3 separate regions of the Gossypium hirsutum genome follow, and all the other regions are linked to region 2. Evidence: chromatin contacts called from public Hi-C data. All regions are on one chromosome and are shown on one strand. The core of a region is the stretch at or near the end of the contact, and the rest is flanking DNA. Distances in the headings are between cores, read along the strand shown. Region 1 holds the start of LOC107955234 (protein SULFUR DEFICIENCY-INDUCED 1). Region 2 holds the start of LOC107955231 (sm-like protein LSM5). Region 3 holds the start of LOC107955232.

Region 1 (2,700 bases), core at 42-2,541, 190 kb before region 2:
AAAGCAACAGTATGGCAAGACAAAGGGATTCTCATGAAAAAGGGCACTTCTTTGTTTGACAAAAGAGAAGAAAAAATCAGGGTAAAGCGGGAATCACTAACTGCTATGGTTGCTGGTTCAATTAAAGAAACTGGGAAGCAAAATCAAAAGCATACCAGTAACCTAGAAGTTTCTTGCTGAACTGAAACTTGGAACTTCTTGCCATGGGAGCGTGCAGTTTTGGTGGGTTTTCCGTTAAAGACCTCTCCTCGGTATATTAATCTTAGCTTTCGTTTTAATAACTCAATCTGCTCGTCTACTTTCCCACATTTCTGTCAAGTTACATTTAATATGTGAAGACAATAGATAGTCTTAAGAGGGACGTCAAATCAATCATCCATATATACCTTACCTTGTATAAGTCAATGAGAACATTGTCAAGTGATTCCTGAGCTTGTTTGGGGCAACGGCCCTGAAAGACTTGATGGCTTCAATTGCTTCTTCAGTTCGGTTTAGTTGCTTCATCACCACCGCCATGTCTTTTAGTGCGCTCTCTACTCTATCCCCGGCGTTTATTGCCTTCCAAAATAGTACTATCGCTGCTTCTGGATCCTTTTCTACCAGCTGCATTCGTTCAGAAAAGTACAAATAAGTGATTGTGCATATGAAAATGGAGAAATTGTAGATATGGCTTCCACAGTCAACTATTTTTTATTAGTTGATGAAAATGACTATGGCAATGACTTGATTCTTTATGCCATGCTAGCCTAGCATGGCATGCAACAGCCAATTAGGGTACATTCTCCATCCATCTTTCATTAAGCAACTGTCAAAAATAGAGGAAGTATCCACTAAAGGAAAACAAAATAGGGTTAGCTATATGTGTAGCAACATCACACACATACACATATATATACATATAAGGAACTTAAGAAAACCTAATAAAAAGTGAAACTTGTTTGTTGATTACTTGAATGTTCCAAAGGGAAAAATATAAAGAGAGAGACAAACCTGAGCATGTTTGGCTTTAACATAAGGAGTATCACCTTGAGGAATTTTATGAAGAATATGAAAAAGTTGGTCTTTTTCATTATGTCTTGATGAGGAGCTGCTCATCATCATCATCATTTCATTCTTTGATGATGAGCTCATCATGCTTCCCCCCTTCTCTTTAATTTATCTGAAGGAAAAGGAGGAGAAATAGGTCAATTGAACTGAGGTGATGATGAGTGAAGAAGACTAGAGGTGTTTTGGGATGCATAGACAATATTAAGGGATGAGGGGGACGGCTTAACCACAAAGCCAATAGGTAAGAGGCAAATATAGAAAGGGGGGTTCAAAATCAAGTGAATACATATGAATGTGGACGACCTTGCGTCCCTATTCTCAATTTTATTATATTACTTCTCTCTCTGACATGATGAGACTCCATAACGTCACTCGTCTTGTTCCACTGTCAACATTAAACCTCCAATTACGTTTTTTTTCCTTTAAAAATTTTTTAAGCGGTGCTTTATTTTATTATTATTCTTTCTTATCATTATCTTAGACCTGTACTTCGTTCGGGGTAGATACATTATAGTAAATGATTAATTCCAAGCAGTTTGTTCTGTTGTGAAAAAATTTCGAATTAATTTGACTAAAATTTATTTTTTCACTTATATTTAATTTTTTAATTAAGTGACGTGAAATTAAAAAATTAAATATTTTAAATTAAAATATTATTATAGTATAATTAATTTTTTATTAAGATACGTAAATTTGAATATATATATTTAAAAAAATTAAAAAAAAATTAGAAAAAAATAATTTAGTATGATAAACTTGAATCATTAATTAATTTATTTAATTCAAAAATTATTATTTTAAAATTTTTTTATATATTTTTTTTAAATGTAAATTTTGGAAGTTTGAATTTTTGAATTTTTTTTGTAATTTTTATTGAGAGTGTAACTAATTTGTTCATTTTAAAAATTCACAGTGATTAAAAAAGTATTTACATCAATTTTTTATTCGAGTTATTTGAATTGTAAAATTCAACTCGACTCGAATTTAAAACTCGAATTACTTATTTGAATTGACTCGAAAAATTAGATAACTTAATTCGATTTACTCAAAATTTAATTTTTTTTTCAAATTTTATTACTATAATCAATTTCAGTTTAATGTTTTAATTTCATTTCGGACGAAATGTTTGGTACTCATTCTTTCAGTAGTAAATTAAGATAATTAGTTTTTTTTACCATTAACACCAATTCTTTTCTCCAACTTCGATCATACCAATTATTGCATAAATAAAATTTAGAGATGCAAAAAGCTTTCAAATTTTTTTTAAAAAAGTTATTAAGTCCCTCCATTTTTCTATAATAATCAATTGAGCACTTGAACTTTTAAAATGCATCAAATCAACCCTCAAATTTCTTCAAAAAAAGCAATTAAGTTCCTTTTTTTTCAATTAATTGGGTATTTGAACTTTCAAAATGCATAAAAAAGACCCTCAAAAATTTTCAAAAAAGCAATTAAGCCCCTGCTCTTATTAAAGATTAGAAAAAATTATAAATAATAATAAATAATAAATTTTAGAAAATTTAGAAAATTTATTAAAAATCATAAAAAAATAACAACTCCTAGTTTTTTCAATTAAAGTCATCACATGTCGCAACGCAGCATGATATGTGGCAAAAAATAATAAAAAAATAAAAATTAATAAAAGTTATAGAA
Region 2 (2,700 bases), core at 77-2,576:
CAAGTTAGTATGCATGGTAGTAAACACACGGGCAGAGACACGACCGTGTGTCTCAGCCGTGTGAAGGACACGACCTAGCACACGGGCGTGTGCCTTGGCCATGTGACCCTTAAGAATTGCTGACGTCAGAAACAGAATGTCTAGGTTTTTGCACACGGGCATCTCATGGCCGTGTGAGGGACACGAGCCATGGACACGGGCGTATGCTACGCCGTATGAAAACCCCTGTAGGTTCGAAATTAAAATTAATTTCACTCGGGTAAAGGACACGGGTGTGTCCCTATATGTTTAGGCCGTGTGAGTCACACGGGCCAACAGCACGACCATGTCGAATTGGCCACACGGGCGTGTTGCCCCTCCCACACGGACGTGTGCCCTTGTGTCTAGTGTTATTTTTCAGAGTTCGTTGAAGGACCTGAATTGGTCCCGATTGGTTTTTAAATGAGTGTTAGGAGTCTCGTAAGCCTTATTGAAGAAGTTTAGAATAGGTTTTAAATTTGACCAGGTCTTGATGATTCAGAAGAGTAGGAATGCATGTGTTCAAGGTAGGTAACACCTCGTATTCCGCCCCGGCGTAGGTTACGGGTGTGGGGTGTTACAGCTATGAGCTACGAGCTACCTCTATCCCAAAAAATATTTCAAAGCACCAAGATCCTTTATATAGAAGCAAGAACTGAGATACTCCTTAAAAGTTTTCAAAGCAGCAAAATCATTCCCAAAAATACTTAAATTGCAGTTTAGTTTAGGAATGTAAAGAACGAAATGAATTTTGTCTGTCAATTTAACCATTTTTTTTAGGTAGTCACCACTATTTGGCAATCAGGGAGTCCTACGGAACATGGTACAACATCTCTTACATTCATCAAACACATAAGATCACTCGTAACATGATTTGAACACTCCATATCAATTATCCAATTATTCTTAGACTTACCATTCAACAGAGTGGATGTTGATTGTTTATTATCGAACACTACCAGAAGAGATTGCCATTGCTCAATGGTAAAACTAGTAAGTGCCGCCTCCCTTGGTAGTGGCGGAGGAGGAGAAGACTCACCGCTAGCCTTTTAGAATAATGAAAGAAAAAAATTGTGTAAAAAACCTTACTCATATGCCATGACAAAAATAGGATAATCTCTTAAATTTTATTGATAGATCTTAAGAGTATATATATATATACAATAGTAGTTACATAGGAATCAAATTGCTAAAATATAATGTCCTATAATAATATCACATAATATTGATTAAAAATCAAATTATTAAAAGATAATATAATGTTATGATTTTAATTAAGTTACTTAAAGCAACCTTGGCCAAAAAGCAAGTAGCTGTTGATTTAGGAGGTCTCAAAAGAGTTGAGTAAAGCTTTTGACAGGAAGAGTTGACGTTTGATTCAATGTTTTCCGGAGACAATTTTAAAAATTTCCGATCATCAAACTATTTTTCGTAAAAATAGACATAAAAAGTAACAATTATTTTTCGACGGTGCAACGTTGTTATTAGCGGTTGATAAAGGGCCGTGCTTGGCTGGCCTGGAGGTGCTGGGTCGGGCAAATTTTGAAGTTCATTGGGTCGACAGGGCCTGTTTGACAGACGGATAGTATTAGTAACTCGTTTCATTACGATTACAGAAAACTTGAATCAAACAATTGGGAGCTTTACTTTTGAGTAAACAACACTCTCAAAGCAATGGCAAACAATCCCTCACAGCTTCTTCCATCAGGTGACAGTTTTTCTTTCACTTTCCCTTAAATTTCTCGAGAAAGTTGGATTAAATTCTGATTTGGGTTTGCTTGATTTGTGTTTACAGAGTTGATAGATAGGTGCATAGGGTCCAAAATTTGGGTGATAATGAAAGGTGACAAGGAGCTCGTGGGTACTCTCAGAGGCTTCGATGTCTACGTTAACATGGTCCTTGAAGATGTCACCGAATAGTAAATCTCTTCCCTTTCTCTCTTTTAATGTTTACATATAGATTAGACCTCATATCTAGGCTTTGATTTCCCTTGTGTGTGTTAGGGTTTTATGTAAAATCGTGTTAGGAAAGTGACGGGAAAGAGATCAAGTTGGAGTTTTGGTTTCTGGATATTAGCCATGTTGCATGTATTTAAACAAATTTCAAATTTATGGTACCCCTCTTTGTCCCATGACTTTTGTTTGCCCTGAATATTCCGATGAATTTAAGATTTGCTTTTCATCTTTTGGTTCAATGTTTGAATTCTTTCTCAGTAGCAAGATGGTAACCGGAGAAAGTGAGATGGCTTAAAAGTTTGTTCTGATAGGGTGTGATTTAGAACTAGTTTTCTTCACAAAATTGGTGCCTTCTGTTAGAGTTTGGTTTTTTCAGCAAACCTTTTTGATCTCTGATAAATTTGTATCATTGGCATCCTCGGAACATATCAAGAACCAGCAATCTATGTAGCCAATGTTTTTGGGCTCGATGTCTGCTCACTTAGCTAACTACATTGCTTCCAATTTGATATTCATTGCTTGATTGTACTTTTTTCCACATTTAATTTACTATGTGATGTTTTTTTTTTTTCAATTCGAGAGTGATAACGTGTTTGATTTTCTTACTCATGTGCTTGAAAATAATGAGAAGATGTGCCCTTTTGATTGACTTGTATTGGCCTGGCAACAGATTTTCCCCATGCTTGTATACGTAAGTAATTGGAGAATGTTTATTACTGGTGTTGG
Region 3 (2,700 bases), core at 52-2,551, 150 kb before region 2:
ACTGAACAATATAATGCAATGTAAAAAGTCCTAGAAAACTTGATCAAATAGAACCCTTGAATAAGTAACTAAGTGTTAGTCTTGAACCAGACAGCTATCATACCTGCACTCGGGCCACAAAAACCAGAAGAGATTGTCAATTTTGATATATATCAATCTAAAATTTTTATCAATCATCAATAGAGAGAAGAAAAATGCATAGCAACCATGCAGATAGTGCAGCATAGAGGCAAAGGTAGAAATAGTTGTTTGAAGTTTGAACAATCAATTGAATTTGAATAGTACTTTTTTCATAAAGTTTTTATGCTCAATGAGATTTATTTCCCAGATTACTTGGTGATAAACATGAGAATACAATTGTATAGCTCAAGCAATCAAAATTTTTTAATTCTTTCATAACTACTTCCCCAAACACCACGAGTAAGACTTCTTCAAAGGTGAAATTTCGAATAAAATAATCATAGAGTTGCTCAGGAGCACCTAAAGACCATCTTTTCAATTCTCATCCAATAATAATTGAATATCACAATTTTGCTCTTAATTGTGCTCGGCTACCATTAATCCTATAGCCTCGTATTGAAATACAAAATTCACCTCAGGGAAATTTTATGGTAAACATATATATACATACATACATATATATATAAGTTGCTTTCTAAAAATGAAAAAACAAGTTCCCCGGAACATAATGAGTCTTACTAGGTGTTTCCAGATTCCAAAATTCCAGATTTAATTCCCCCCCCCACCCGAAGATTCAATATCTTAAAATCAAAATCAGAAAACCACCATATATATCATCTGATCCTTCCCCAGCAATTACCAAAACATCCCAAACCCTAACCCTAACCACCCAAAAAGATTCCTCCTTTATCAGGATAAACGATCCAAACAACATCAGTATATGAATTACAGGCAGAAAATCAAAAGCACCCTATTGGTCATATAACAGAGATCAATCAGTTCATCAATCCAAAAATAAAAAAGCAAAAAGCAAAAAACATGAAAAATAATTTAACAAATTAACATACGGAAAAGGTGAGGATTTACAAATACAGAGGGGAAATAATTCGAGAACTGAAAATTATCCGATCTCTAAAAGGGGGGGAGTTGAGATTGCGTGGAAAGGTAGAAGCACCGTAAAAGAAAGGAAAAAAAATCTGACTAAATGTCTAATGAGAATTGAATTGAATAAAATAGAGTTAACAGCAGCAAACTCCCTTTTAAAAGTTAATATAAAATATTAATTTTATATAGGCGGTGAAAGGAAAGAGAGAGAAAGAAGAAATGATAATGGAAGTTGAGAAATGAGAAGTGAGAAGAGGAATTCATCGGGTACAACCACCTCCATTGCTGTTGATGGTTTCCTACACGTGCCCTCCATGTAATGTCTCAATCATTCCGGGTCCCGCATAGATGACCTGGCATCCGACTAGCTCCTTTATAAATAGATGTTTATAACTTTTAAACATTTATAAAAATAATGAGTTAAAACCCACTATTCATTATTAAAGATGTTTAATATACATGTTAATAATTAAATAAACTTTATTCATTTATGTTGTATTGAATGTCAAATGGCTTATATATATCTCTTTTATAAATGAAAAGATGAGATGAGAAAATTCTTTATTTACTTTAAGTGTTCTTTTACTTAATTAATTATTTTATAACACGTTATCAGCACGAGCTTTTAAAAGTTCATATTGAAGTTCACGTCATTTCACTTTATTTAATTTACCCGTAAAACGATCCCGTTAAACTATATATGGTATATGTATTTTCATAATTCTTTTATTTTATTTTCTAAATGAAATATTTGCTTTGGGTAACATTTACACATTTATTTTTACAACTCAAATCTAATAATGATAATTATATATACATTTTTTTTATTAACAGAAATTTCAATTAATGTAATTTGTGTTAAGTTATTATTATGACTATTTTTCTTTATGCCAATATTTGACATTCATGTTATTATTTAGCAAATCTGGTATATATAATTAAATTATTTTACGATTGATAATGCTTATTATTTTACTAATATTTTTTTTATTTATTATTCAAGTTATTATAATGTAATAGCCCAAAATTGGGTCTAGTTGGAATAGAAGTTTCGGGACCACAAAATCTGAGATAGAAATAATTATTTTATGATTATTTTGAGGTCTATGATATAATTGCATGATTTTGTGAAAATTTCGTGAAGAAATTCTATGCATAAAGTGCTCAATTTGAAGTTAGGGACTAAATTGAATAAGTTGCAAAACTTGCATTCTAGAAGTTTCTAGCATGAAATTGCTTTGAAATATTAATTAGGAGGTCTTAAATAGAAATTTGACCAATTTCTAAGTTATAAAAATTGGACATGGATGGAATTTTTGAAAGTTTAGTAAGGAAAGGCATTTTGGTCATTTGGTAATTAAAAGAAATAAAAAGGGAAAATAAAGCCAAAATTGACTCATCTTTCTCATGGAGGCCGAAATTAGCATGGGGGAAGCCATGGCTAGGGTTTTCAAGCTTTCCAAGCTCAATAGTAAGTCCGTTCTAACCCCGTTATTCAAGTTCTTTACGTTTTTGGAATCCCGGTAATTTGATTAAGCTTATTCTAGCAATAATTTAAGCTAGGGTTCATATTTGGAAAAATACCCATAGGTGAAATGTGTTTATTTTGATGTTTTATAGTAGAATATGAGGTTT

What was found. Hi-C and Micro-C count contacts between places; a contact is called where the count stands out from the background.
Region 1: a Hi-C map of leaf shows a contact between it and region 2, with 5 times the contacts expected there. The contact joins the promoter of LOC107955234 here to the promoter of LOC107955231 in region 2. A contact is called at or near these places in 12 of 34 Hi-C or Micro-C datasets (callus, fibers, hypocotyl and 2 more).
Region 3: a Hi-C map of leaf shows a contact between it and region 2, with 2.0 times the contacts expected there. The contact joins the promoter of LOC107955232 here to the promoter of LOC107955231 in region 2. A contact is called at or near these places in 3 of 34 Hi-C or Micro-C datasets (hypocotyl and leaf).

What each region holds. Positions count from the first base shown.
Region 1 is chrA07:45,432,360-45,435,059 of Gossypium_hirsutum_v2.1, reverse strand. LOC107955234 (protein SULFUR DEFICIENCY-INDUCED 1) reads right to left here and starts at 1,291. Exons shown (of 5, transcript XM_016890968.2): 1 at 991-1,291; 2 at 453-603; 3 at 392-450; 4 at 156-311. The coding sequence starts at 1,134.
Region 2 is chrA07:45,246,900-45,249,599 of Gossypium_hirsutum_v2.1, reverse strand. LOC107955231 (sm-like protein LSM5) reads left to right here and starts at 1,326. Exons shown (of 4, transcript XM_016890966.2): 1 at 1,326-1,726; 2 at 1,814-1,937. The coding sequence starts at 1,693.
Region 3 is chrA07:45,395,554-45,398,253 of Gossypium_hirsutum_v2.1, reverse strand. LOC107955232 reads right to left here and starts at 1,301. Exons shown (of 4, transcript XM_041118117.1): 1 at 1,029-1,301; 2 at 1-103.